Regions from separate parts of the Sus scrofa genome. Here regions 2 and 3 are each linked to region 1. Evidence: chromatin contacts called from public HiChIP or PLAC-seq and promoter capture Hi-C data. All regions are on one chromosome and are shown on one strand. The core of a region is the stretch at or near the end of the contact, and the rest is flanking DNA. Distances in the headings are between cores, read along the strand shown. Region 1 holds the start of NRP1 (neuropilin-1). Region 2 overlaps PARD3 (partitioning defective 3 homolog). Region 3 overlaps PARD3 (partitioning defective 3 homolog).

What was found. Promoter capture Hi-C pulls out the DNA fragments that hold promoters and counts their contacts. HiChIP or PLAC-seq counts read pairs in DNA pulled down with a chosen protein or histone mark.
Region 2: a promoter capture Hi-C map of liver shows a contact between it and region 1, with 7 times the contacts expected there. The contact joins the enhancer-like site here to the promoter of NRP1 in region 1. A contact is called at or near these places in 2 of 5 promoter capture datasets (fetal liver and liver), 4 of 47 Hi-C or Micro-C datasets (embryonic fibroblasts, heart right ventricle and liver) and 2 of 2 datasets of contacts at active chromatin or transcription factors (alveolar macrophages and skeletal muscle).
Region 3: a contact with region 1 is called in an H3K27ac HiChIP or PLAC-seq map of skeletal muscle, with 13 times the contacts expected there. The contact joins the enhancer-like site here to the promoter of NRP1 in region 1. A contact is called at or near these places in 3 of 5 promoter capture datasets (fetal liver, fetal skeletal muscle and liver), 15 of 47 Hi-C or Micro-C datasets (embryonic fibroblasts, epiblast stem cells, fetal heart ventricle and 9 more) and 2 of 2 datasets of contacts at active chromatin or transcription factors (alveolar macrophages and skeletal muscle).

The regions. Positions count from the first base shown.
Region 1 is chr10:56,428,351-56,432,680 of Sscrofa11.1, forward strand. It overlaps NRP1 (neuropilin-1), which reads right to left and starts at 2,482. Exons shown (of 18, transcript XM_021064971.1): 1 at 2,061-2,482; 2 at 1-436. The coding sequence starts at 2.
Region 2 is chr10:57,107,995-57,112,324 of Sscrofa11.1, forward strand. The region is part of intron 23 of PARD3 (partitioning defective 3 homolog); the gene reads right to left. Among named protein-coding and RNA genes, the nearest start is that of PARD3, 490 kb to the right of the region's middle. Within about 2 kb of position 1,842, at least 3 of the 83 cell types and tissues checked have an H3K27ac peak or open chromatin away from gene starts, as enhancers often do. A contact at or near this core is called in liver, where this site is marked.
Region 3 is chr10:57,083,006-57,087,335 of Sscrofa11.1, forward strand. All of the region lies in intron 23 of PARD3 (partitioning defective 3 homolog), which reads right to left. Among named protein-coding and RNA genes, the nearest start is that of PARD3, 520 kb to the right of the region's middle. Within about 2 kb of position 2,011, at least 9 of the 83 cell types and tissues checked have an H3K27ac peak or open chromatin away from gene starts, as enhancers often do. A contact at or near this core is called in fetal liver, liver, retroperitoneal adipose tissue and 1 more, where this site is marked.

The DNA.
Region 1 (4,330 bases), core at 1,232-3,731:
ATCCTCCCTTCGCCGGGTCCTCGGGCAGGCGCGGGAGAACCGAACGTGCGGGGAAAACAGAGCGCCGGGGCGATCTCCACAATCCGGAGCGTTTCCACTCCGCCCAGAGCTGTAAAATCCTCAGTCCGTCTTGGAGAAAGGAAAGCGGCGAGGCACTGCCTTGATCCGAGAGAAACGCTCCTCTTTTTGTGTCTCAAGTCGCCTGCATCCTGTCATTTAGCTCCGGTTTCCTCTCTCTTTTCCCACACTTGTTCCTCTTCCAGGAGTCACTGCCCGGGCCATGTCTCAAAAAAAAGGGGGGAGTGGGAGGGGGGAAGAGGGAGGTAGGGAAACACACACCAACGCCAATTTCCAGAAAGAAGAGAGAAAAAAAATCCGGCTTGTTTCTGGACCCGTTGGGGCCGAGGAGCTGGCGCCCAGGGGAGGTCCGGGGTGTCTGCACGGAGGAGAGGAGCAAGCAATGAAAAGATGAGCGGGAGACGGAGGAGTTTCACCAACTGCACCCCCGCCTCCCCCACCTCCTCCGCCCCCTCCCCTTCTGGAGCCCTTCCCTCCCTTCCTCCCGCCCCTCTCCCCGCACGGGCTCGCCAGCAATTGCCTGACAGGAGACCCGGAGGAACAAGTTTCCCTCCGTGTGCGTTCCCCATCCGTCTGTCCGTCTCTCCGCAGGCCCTGCAGGGCTCTCCCCGGTGAAGGGAGACGCCGGGGGATCTGCCCAGGGCGGGAGAGCGGGTGTGTTTGGGAGGGGGCTTCGAGGTCTTGGCAGCGCCAGGGTCGGGCTAGCCCACCTCGGCGTGATCGCTCGGGCTCCAGGGGAGAGCTGAGCAGCTCGCCCAGGATCTCGGGCTCTGCCGCCGAGGCAGGCGGCGCGCCCGGGAGGTGGTGGCGGCTTCTCCCAACTCCGAACCCCCGGGAGGCGCTCGCGGCGGCGGGGTCGTGACCTGGGGCAGGAGCAGCAGGGCGCCCCGGGCTCTGTGGGCGAGTCCCTAAGGGGCTGGGGAAACCTCGGCTGGGGTGGGGGACGCACCCCGTGTTGCTGCCACGTAGAGCCGAGTCAGAAGACTCGCGCGGGAGAGGCTGGGCTGCAGAACCACCCGGCTTCCCTACTGGGTATCGGGGCGCGCGGCTGGGCGCCTGGCGTGCCCGGGTGCCCGTCGCGCGCCGCGGGCTCCATTGTTACCCGAGATACAGTGCCCTCTCCTCCGGGGCAGAGGGGACGCCACAGGGTAGGAGGCAATGCGCCTTCCAGCTAGGGGGCAGTCGTCGCCTGACCCCGCCCAGCCTTCTGACTGAGAACCCAGGTGCTCCGGGTTTGGAAATTAGGGGTCCGGTGGCCGCGGTTTGTGTGCATCCCGGACCAGCGAGAACGGGGGCGGGAGTTGCTCTTGGCAGGACTCTCACGGCGCCCGCTCGGGCCACAGGCCATTGTCACGCCGGCCCTCCAGCTCCTGCCCACCCCCGCCTCCTAAGGCGGCGCGTCCTCACTGTGGGTTGGATGCCCCCCAGTTCCATCCCCGAGGACTTTCCGGGAACTGCTGCAGAAAGCCTCTGCGGATATGAATAGCAAGGACATCTCAGGGAACAAACAGGTTTTGGCCGCAGATCAGGCCCTTGAGAGGGGTAGATGCCCGCGGAGGAGTTCGCAGGGAAGGTGAAAAGGTCAGACACCTTCTGGAAACCGCGCTTCTGTGCACACCCCAAAGCAGAGCCCTATTCCTACCTGGCGCAAAGAGCTGGCAAAAAAAAAAAAAAAAAAAAAAAAAAAAGATTTAGGAATGTTGGCAAGGAGACCCTGGTCAAAGGTTTTGGCGGAAGAACTGGGGGCGGGAAGGGAGAGAGGCAGCCCAGGGCGCGCGGGCCCCAAGCTAGGGCTCGGCGGTGGCGGTCGCGGCTGGACGCCCGTGACGCGCGCTGGTTGGGGCGCAGGCGGGCCCTTGGCCGCGCGGAGCTGCACCCCGGGTTCGCCGCCTGCGCCCGGGGAAGTCCCCGCCTCCAAGTTGGAGACCAGCCCCCTGGGTGCTGCGAGTCGCCCTCCCTCTCGAGCGCCTTTTCGCCCTCACCGGTTTCCTCCTGCTCTGCTCTGAGACCCCCACGCCGGGTGGGAAGGTGGCTGAACTAGGCCGGGAGTCCAACGCCGGGGTGGAGCGGAAGGGGCAGTGGCGGGGCGAGAGGGGGCGCCAGTCGCGCCTTGCGCAGACCCGGGGGAGCCGGCGCCGCGGAGGGAAGCCCAGGCGCTTGGCGACCGCGGGCGCGCGACGCCTCCCCCCAGCCTTCCTCTCAGTTCCCGGAGCACCCCCGCCAGTCCCAGTGCCCGGCTGCTCGGGACGAGCGGCGTCATCAGATTTGGCGCGACCCCGGGCGACCTCAGCCCAAGGCTCGGAGGGAGAGGCGCCTCTCCGAACCTGGCGGGTCGACAGAGAAGAGGAAAGCCGGCGGCACAGCTCGGGGGCGTCCTGGAGTCACGGACGCCCACCCCCTTCCTAGTGGGAACTACGCGGCCACGCGCGCACCGGGGACCGGTTTTGACCCGTCGCTGCCTCCGCGGGGTGAGCGAGGGGGCATAGGCGAAGACTTGAGCTGTGTTGTTTTTAGAAAACTGCCGCCAATCTCTCTTCCCCTTTCCCTGCTGAGTGTGCATTTCCCAGCCTGTACCCACCAGGCTGACAAAGTCACCAGACCTTGCACTCAGGGAGGCACTACCCCCGCTCGGCAACCTCGCCCTCGCCGCCTTCCCGCGCCCTCCCGCCTTTCCCAGGGATAGGCTCCTCCCTCGGGCCCAGGCGCAGAAAACCCTTGTCTCTTTTCTTGCTCACTCGTTGAGCATTTTGCCAGCCTTTCTCCAACCAACTAACAAGACACGCAGTATGTACTCTGGGGGAAATATCGTATTTAAGTTATGCCTCTGATTTTTCTGGTCTTAGCTGATCTGAGGCTTTTCTCGACTCCGGAGTTTACACACGTAGTGCTGGGTAATGGGAGCCCTACCGCACTGATTGATAATTGCCTGCTAGTGGGTTGGTACGGAGCAAATTGTCCTTGCTAACAACCTCTTTCCTCTGCTGCTGGATCCCACTAAGTGCCGAAAAGGGTCAGTTTTAGATTTCTGCAGTTTCCCGGCAAGGGAGACAGACCGACCTATATGTGAGGGTAAGTTATAGACAGAGGAAGAATTTGGCAGTCTTCCTAGGTTGATTTGATTTTGGTCTCCTGAGCACATCACTCTTCCCACCATCACAAATCCCAGACCAGGTGGGACCCTGTTCCACTAAAGGGCAGATGGATCACCATACTTCCCAGATGCCAGGCAGAGGCCTCGGATGGGCGATGCCCTGCTCCGTGGACTCCCAGGAAGGGGTTATTACATGAAGAAAGCCTGAGCTGGGCTGGGACCTAGGCCCATCATTAAGAACAGACTGGGTGGTAAATGTATGGTTTCTTTCATCAAGCCCTCATCAATTTGTCAGAAATAAGGTGAGATCCACTGCTCCCAGAAGGCTGTTTGAGCCACTAACTTCCTCAAAGTATTTCAGGTTGGTGCATATGGAGATGCAGGTTGGTATTTCAGAACTATATCAAATCTTAGTCAAGTTTTTTTTTAAAGCATCAAATCCACATATTTCAGCATATTTTTAGTAGGAGCTAACCTACATCTGAAATGTAAAAAATGAAAGAAGTGAAACAGAAAAGATTAAAAATTGGAATTTAGGTTAATTTCCCATTATTCAAAAGATTTTGGTTAAAAATGGCACTTCTGTTAAATGACTCTATTGTTCAAGGGGTGTCTTGGACCTCATGTAGAGCTGTCTCCTTTATTTGGACTGGCAGAGGAAAGAAGAAAATGAACAAATAAACTTTTACTTTCTGATCCTTCATTTTGGGCCTTTTAAAAGGTACCTTGAAAATTCTTCAAATGTTGGAGAAAAGACAGTCATCTAAAAATTAAAACAAAGTTACAATGTAAACTTTCTGGAATGCAGAACATTTGTTTGATAACAAGATGTAGGAAGACAATGCTAAATTTTGACATATGTGAATAGATTCAAAAGATTTGTTGGTATTAGACATTAGGGCCAGAACTTGAAAAATATTATTTGTCTGAAAGAATAATCATAGATTATTCTGCGTTGTTGAATTATTTTTTCATTATAAAAATTAAAATAATAATAACCAGTAGAAACACTTATCAAAGCAATAACAACATCATTAGAACATATTCACCTTTCGAAAGGACTATTTTTAAGTAGGACAGTCAGTAAAGTATAATTTGAGCAATCAAATATGGAAAGACTATCTCAAAGTTTAGTCATAGGGAACTAAAATGCTAAAGAAT
Region 2 (4,330 bases), core at 592-3,091, 680 kb after region 1:
CCACAAGCTGCAGCATAGGTCGCAGATGCAGCTCAAATCCAGTGTTGTCATGGCTGTGGCGCAGGCTCCAGCTGCGGTTCCAATTGCATCCCTGGCCCAGATTTATTTCTGTTGAAGCCGTGATGCTGTTCTGGGCTTGTAGAAGCCACAGGGAATGTAGAAGTTGACCGGCTCTACCTACGACAACGTTAGGAATAGATTCAGTGGCAGCTGCAGGCACGAGAGGGAGAAAACCAGACGACAGAGTAGGTGCTTGAGGACTGTGACATGCGGGGGACAGCCGCTTGCTCCCAGAAGGCGGGGTCCACAAGAAGGCACAGGTAAAGGAGACACCGAAGAAGCTCATCCTGTGATTCAGGATGGCGTGGGGGCGTGGCCTTCAATAGGAGCTACTTTAGAGACGGCAGCTGTGCCACGTCTCCACGTTTGGCAGTCTGGTCACTTGAAGATCGTCTTTCTTCGCAGAGAGGGGCTGAAGCCACGTGTGAAGTGGTTCCAGGGTAAGACTGATGCGAGTCCAAAGAAGCAGCCCCCGGAGAGAACAATTATTTGAATCCATTTTAAGAGATTTCCGCTTCCGGCAAGAAGAGCAGAAGTGTTGGGATAGAAGATGACCAAAGATAATACGAGACAAAGAACGTATATATATCCGTGACTGCGTCACTTGGCTGCACTGCAGAAATTGACAGACCATTGTAAATCAATGAACTTGAATAAATGTTTTTTTAAAAAAAAGAAAGGTAGAAATCGTTTAGAAGTCCTTTCATACTCTAAGCAACTGGAAAACTAGATAAACGTAGGACACGATTCTTTTCAGAAAACGGGGATGAGAAGGACGGGGACTGTGAGGACACCTGCGTGAGGTGCGCTCCGCCCCCGCCCAGGCTTCCCGGCTGGAGGTGAGTCGGACTTCCGAGCAGGAGGGGAAACAGCAGCCCTGCAGCTGCGCAGATGGAGGCGGAAGCAGAGGAGGACACGAGGGTCAGAACCTGTGGGACAGGTGACCCGGGAGGAGGGATCTACAGAGAAAGCGCTCTGCAAATCTGCGTGTTCCTCTTCAGTCCTTGGATGCTCGGCTGGGCCTGAGTCACAGAAAACCCCACAAGCCCAGACAGAATCCCCTGCGAGGAAAATCACCCTGGGCAGTCATGGAATACACTGGCTCAACACCTAACACATTCAGTCAAGAAGAGCCTCATCTTGGGGAAAAATGGGTTAAATTTGGCCTTTGCATGAAGGGTCCTCTGGATCTGGCCTGAAAGAGATTTACAAACAACCTAAAAACAAACAAAAACAATCGGCACATGATTTAACTCCCTTCTGGGAGAGACCCAACACTCTTTAAAAAGCACAACAAAATGCAGTTTTCAACATCCTAAAATTCAAAACGTCTGAGAGCTGATGGAAAAAAAAAATTATTAGATACAAGATGGAGAAAAATGTGATCCAGAACCAGGAAAAACATAGTCGATAGATACAGATCCAGAAAGGGCTGGGATGGTGAAATTAGAACGGGACTTTTCAGAAGCTAATTTAAATACAGCATACACACTAAAGGATGAAAAGGAAAAGATAAACAGGCAGAGGAGAAAAATGCAAGATACAAATATTCTGATGGTACCGAGGAAACAGGGGATGTCAAAAATTCTTGAAGAATTGATGGATTCGATTAGAAGACCCTCTCGCCCTGTTATATCCTTTCACTGTGATACGCAGGAATCAGTGCTTATGATTCAGAATGATCTGTACACATTGAGGCTTTTCCAACATGAGGAAAGCACAAAGTCATCCTCTTTGAAACCTGGACTGTCTAAAAACACATGCTCTTGCCAAGTATTACTAAACTCTCATGTTTAGTATTCTTCCCATGTTACAACACCTTGCAGAAGAATGGAACCTCTACTGTGTACCCACAACCGACTGACTTAGGGCGGCTGTATAACATTTTCAGGCATCACCAGCAAATTTCCAATGACGAATGCATGATAATCCCCACTTTATCTCTTAAGAAGGGTGTTTATATCACCAAGAGCTTGGGAAACGGATCACTTCAAAATAAAACATTTTGCTAACAACTTTCATGGTTCACTGGCAGAGAAAAGAAGCCTTATTAGCTTGGCACTCCAGATATGGCCTTGGCCATATGGTAAAAAACATACCAGATTTTGAAAAAGTCAATCAAACCATTCTGGTCTAGCTATTAGAATAAACAGCATGGTCCATAAAACCGGTTGTGTTATTTAAATCCGTCTGTTAGTCTCCCAAAAGACGAGAAGAGCGTTATTATCAGAGGTTGGACCTGGATTTCTCTTTTACCCCCAATAGTTTCGAACACAGATCATGACGGGTGGTTAGAAAGAACATAGTTTCTGCAGATAAAAATCAGGACACAGCTGACATATGGTCTAACAATGGGACAAAAAATTTTAAATACAGATGAGTTTAACGAGGCTCACGGAGGTTAAATAACTTGCCCAACATCCAAGCAAGGGGCAGAGCCAAGATCTGAATCTAAAACCACGTCAGCAGCCAATGTCCCTTGCTGTATTTGCTCAGACTTGCATTCTCTGCCGATCAAACCAAGCCTGTGAAGCAGGACAGGCAGGTGGAGACGTTCCCAGAGGTAAAGGAGAAGCCTAGAAAAGGGACATTGTCTACTCTACCTCAAAACGTCTTCTCAGAATCCTGAAGAGTGTTGAATTCAAGGAAGAGAATGACGGAAATGTACATACCCAAAGCAAGCCATGCGAACCCAGCGTACGAGACTGTTTAGTGAATGGAGAGGGTCTTTAAGAAACACTCCACAGTTCAGCAAGATGTATAGAGTAGCTCTGGGCAAACAAGGACTGACAATTTTTAAGGGTGGCTAACATCACCTGACATGTAAATGTTCTTTTAATTCTCCATAGATGTGTATATACCTATTGGGGGCTCATTAATTTTTTTCAGACATACTTCGATAATAGAAATCTGGGCCATGAGGAAAGTCAGCACGATGTTTTCTGGGAAATATTAAAAAGACAAGACAGTCTCCCATCCAGTGAAAATATTTACGCTTTTCAGCACATCGACACTGACCAAATGTTGAAGCACACAAATTTTTATTTCTTAACATGTAGCCGTTTTTGCTCAGCTTCAAAACCGGCACAGCTGGTGAATGTGAATCACAGGTAATTTATAAAAATGATCTCACATGGCTACAGGAGATGGGCATGGAGTATTCCATAATTAATCTGAAAAAAAATGAAAATACCTCTCTAGTCACCTTTTTGTTTTTGATATTTGTCCATTGCTAGAATCAGCTTGTCAGAGTCTCAATCTATGCTGGGGATCCTTCCATGGTTTAGATTAGTGACTTCCAAAAACACCTAGGACCTTCTATGCATTTAAAGAGAGGAGCGTGGAATTGGGGTTTTAAGAGGCTCCAATCAGATGCTCACCCTCTGCACAGGTTGTTTCCGGCTGAGATCAGTCACATGCAGTCTAAGGACAATTTAAGAAGAGGAAAGGCTCTTTTCTGCTCATGCATCATATTCATTAATATAAGGACCCCTCTCTCAGCCTCACTGTGTCCAAACAGCATCCTGTAGGGGGCAGCACCAAAGCCAAGCACAGTGTCACTACCTGGGGACACAGGTACGCTGCACATCAGAGGTCAAGTGCGAGTCTGCATCTAAACTACATCTAGTCAGTTGTGATGGAACATGATGGAGGATGATGGGAGAAAAAGAATGTGTGTGTATGTATATATATATGTATAGAAAAAGCTGGGTCGCTTTGTTATATGGAAGAAATTGATAGACCATTGTAAATCAACTATAATAGAAAAAAAAACTAAAATAAAATAAAATAAAGCAACCAGAAAACTGTTTTGAAAACAAGGTACACACAGAAATAGCAGTCTCATCTGCTGACTCACAAGAGGCCTCATTCTTTCAGCGTGATGGTGGAGTCTAAGAACACGCCCAAACCATTCCCTTCCTGCCTATACCTATGAAAAGTCAGTCCTTACTCTCAGAATAAAGGAAACAAAAAATCTGCATGTTATTATTCGCTGTCCAAATGATGAAAGAAAATTGCCTAAATACACACACACACACACACTCCTTTCCACAGCCTAGAACCTTTAGCTTTAAGTACAGTTAAAAAAAAAAAAAAGTTGGATCAATTAGCAGCCCCATGAATGTTGGAAACATATTATCAGTGTTTCAGAGATGAAAGCGTATAGTACAGAATGAGCAAAAGAGAGAACGTTGAATTATGTCTGCAGTCATAATGAATCAAAGCCCAGAAGGAGGTCTGCAAATCAGTGGGTTCTAATGAAATATTA
Region 3 (4,330 bases), core at 761-3,260, 650 kb after region 1:
GGGCTTCCAAGAGCAATGCAGTCCCCAGCATGTCCCTTCCTGCAATGATGTGAAAAATGTCTACCAAGAATGGAGCCAAATCCACAGCATGTGACCCAGGCAGGCACTCAGAGCCCACGTCGCACGCTGCCTCCACTTCTTAAAATTCTTACTCATTTAGCTCGAAACGTATGCTGCGGAAGTGAGGTCTGAAGGGACCATGGTGCCTACGTGTGAGGACCGGAGATCCCAGCCACGTGGTGGCACCGTGGGGCCACCTCCCCTCATTTCCATGTCCCTTTCTGGAGGCTCCCAGAGCACAGGCGCTGACGGTCCTGAGAGGCCATGCTCGCCATTCAAACTAGAACTTTCTTCCAATGCAGAGAGGAGGCGACTGGCTTCTAGGAAACAGGTGTGATCAAGGAGCCCTAGTGCAGCCTTTCTTCCCATGTTAATTCCTGTAATTAACCAAACACTTTCAAAGTAAAGGAGTCACAGAAGTAAAGGGAACATAGGCAACCACAGTCCTGTTCCTTTTACTCCTCCCTCACTCGACGGGTCAAAGGCAGAGAGTGGGGCAGAGACTGCATGCATCAAGAGACACCAACATGAGTTCCCGTCCTGGCTCAGTGGAAACGAATCTGAATAGTATTCATGAGGAGGCAGGTTCGATCCCTGGTGTCGCTCAGTGGGCTAAGGATCCGGCGTTGCTGTGATCTGTGGTGTAGGTCACAGATGCGGCTCAGATCTGGCACTGCTATGGCTGTGATGTAGGCTGGCAGCTACAGTTTCGATTCCACCCCTAGCCTGGGAACCTCCATATGCCGCGGGTATGGCCCTAAAAAGAAAAAAAAAAAAAGAAGAAGAGACACGAACAGCTGAGTTTTGTGCAGTGTTCCACTGCCCTGTCGACAACGCAACACACACACATGTATGATTCATGAAATACAAATGATATGATTTCAGTGATTCTGGGCAGGAGTTAAATGCTCTCATTGTTTCATTTAAAACCAGCATTAGGGAGTTCACGTCATGGCTCAGTGGTAATGGACCCGACTGGTATCGGGTGGGATGATTGTGGGTTTGATGTGGGTTTGATTCCTCATCCCGCTCAGTGGGTTAAGGATTCAGTGTTGCTGTGAGCTGTGGTGTCGGTCACAGATGTAGCTTGGATCTGGCATTGCTGTGGCTGTGGTGCAGGCGGGCAGCTGCAGCTCTGATTCAACCTCTACCCTGGGAACTTCCATATGCTGCACGTATGGCCCTGAAAAAAAAAAAAAAAAAGACTGACATTGTGCAACAGAAAGATGAACTGCAAAATTCATGCTTGTGATTTAAAATGTCGGTGTTTCCCTATTTGGAACAACATTCAATAGCAAATTAAAAGCATCATAATAAGTCAGAAAAGAGACCTCAGAAAAAAGGAGCACGCTTTTAATTTTCATACCTTTTCCAACACTTTTCCTTGCATTTCAGATAAGGGACCCTGTGTTTTTGTTTTGCACGAGGCCTCACCAAGCAGGCAGCTGACCCTGACCAAGAGTCAGGTATATCTAAGCACAGGTCTTTGTCCCCCACATGACCTGGGAAAAACAGGCCTGCCACTGGGACTGCCGCTACCTTTCCTGCTGAAAGCAGAGCACAGGGCCCCTCCTCCTGGGGGTGGACAGCATTGGACTCCAAATGGAGAGAAACTTTAAAGATTCAGGAAGCTTCCATGTACCCAACTCTGGCAAACAATGTGATAGCCAAAGCAACAGCAGAGCAGCAGCTTTCTGGCACAGCCAGAGAAGGACACAGTGAGAAGGAGGGATCCACCTGGTGGCGGTGAAGGGAGAGTGAGCCTCTCACTTGCCTGATGGTCACCCGGCTTCAGGTCCTCTGGGTGCAGAAAGGGGCTGCCAGAGCTCAGGGCTGGACCGGCAGTTTCGCTCTGGGGACACAAGCCACCAGCAAAGCCTTTCCCTAACCTCCACTGTTAAAGGGAGCCTTTCTGCCCTCATAGCCCTTGGGAATCCGCTGCCTCCAGCTCTCACGCCTCAGCTGTCCTGCCCCTTCTGGACTCCACATCCCAGCACGATAAATCCAAGGCCCACATCCTAGACGCGAAGCAAGTTCTGAGAGACATTGGGGGATGGGGGAGGAGGGGTACGTGTGACCTCCCAGTGGAAGCAGGGGGGAGGCAGGAAACGCGGCTGAGTCTGCAGCCCCACTTTCCCATCACTGCCTGGCCCTGGACCACAGGGACCACGGAGGCACACGGCAATATGGGTCGGGATACAAGACAAGCAGCTGATTTTGCACATGGCACCATCACACAAGACATGAAAAGGGGATGGTGGGAGAGAGAACGCTTTCCAGGGATCAGAAGTACAATAGAGTACAAGTCAATGCAATACACAGAACCTAACTGATCCTGGATCAAAACGAAGTACACCGATCGGGGGAACCCACATATGCAGTATACCTTAGGCACTGCAGAGTCAATAGCAATATATTGTGGGTGAGCTTTAAAGAACGCGCCAGGGACAAAGGCCAGTTTTAGGAGGTTGCTCATGCCCTCATGGGGGGAGGTGATGGTAACGGGAAATGAAATGGATGGTATCTGCACCATGTGGTTTCTCTCATGAGAAACCTAAAACAGAAAAAAGGAGATCAAAGCAAAGGATGCTCTGTAAGGCACAGAAGGCTATGCTGAGATGATACGGGGTAACACATCAAGTTCAACTCAGCGCGGAAATAGTTAAAACGTTCAGAATGACGCCCACGTATTAAGAGCTTAATATGCACCAGGATTAGATCCACACCCCTTCCGTGTAATCCTTAATCTTTATAACCTGTCTGTGAGATGGGTGTGAACACCCCTGTCATGAAGCCGTAAACCGGGGCCCAGAGAGGTGGAGTCACGTACTCAAGGACACACAGCCCCAAGGTACCCCCCAGCTCTTCATTCTACTCTGTGTGTTGCAAACTAGAGGAAAGGTCAGGATATAAAGATGGACATTTAGAAGCTTGTTCTTAAATCACGAGAATGTATTTGATCCCTACTGTTTGATACAGTTCGAAGGCCCCAGGAGATGAGCCCCCCAGGGAGTGGTCTTGTTCTGGGAACCTATGTCAGACCCCAGGATCATCCCTGAGCTGACGGTCTTGTCTCCAAAAAACACACCTTAAGAGGCGGACTGAAAAGCTTTCCATGAGACATCGTTAAGAAGATCAATATCCAGTTACACTGCGCACTGACTCCTGCTTACGCTGACAGTATTGGAAAGATCATTTCTCAGCTGGATTTGGGAAACTCTCACCAGATTTTGCAAAGGCACATGGAGGAATTGGGGCAATATTTCTTCTTCTTTCACCAATGTTTTAAACATATTGAACCCCCCCCCCACGGGGGAAGGGTCAGGTGTCATTCAAGTGTGTGTGTGCATGCCCGTGTGTGTGTGCATGCCCGTGTGTGTGTGTGTGTGTGTGTGTCTATCTTCCACAGGGCATAGGGCATAGAGCTTAATACATACTAAATCCTCAATAAATATCTGTGGAGAAAGTGAGCTAAAATCTCTCTCATCTGATTACAAAGAAATATAAACAAACCTTTACTGCAGCAAATTTAAAATAAATCCTTAAGGCATCGGCTGGGGCCTCACCTTGTGCAGCAGAAAATCTGTGGCGGGGCCACAGCGGGAAGCGGGCAGGACAGGGAGAGGGAAAGGGGCCATCTCTCCATCAATAGGGACAAGGCAGGCCCTCGGCGGAACAGAGCACAGGAGGACGGCGAGGAAAGAACAGAGAGGGGGCTGGTGGCACGCCCGCTGCCGTGGGAGGGTTTCCGGGCTGTGTCAGGTACGCTGTTTCAGTGGGTCAGCAGCAGTTATCCATCGCCCTGTTCAAATCCCATCAGATCCCTGTCCCTGTTTATACGTCTGTCTCAAAAAGCTACGAAGCAGCGCTGCAGAAATCTGGGGCCTGTCAGCTAGCATGATTTATTCCTCTTCCGCAACAAGCCGGTTCCCTGGTCTGTTTTCACTGTTGTTGTTATTGCAAATGCTAGCGTCTTTCAAATTTTGAAAGAGAAAAAAAGAAAGACTTTCAAGGTGCACAGAGGGTGATAGTTCACCCCTAATATTTTATTTTATTTTTACTAAAATGCAGTTGATTTACAGTGTTGTATCAATTTCTGCTGTATAGTGACCCAGTCTCTCTCTCTCACACTCACACACACACACACACCCCTTTTTCTCATATTATCTTCCATCATGATCTATCCCAAGAGACTGGATATAGTTCCCTGTGCTGTACAGTAGGACCTCATTGTTTGTCCATTCGAAATGTCGTAGTTGGCATCTACTAA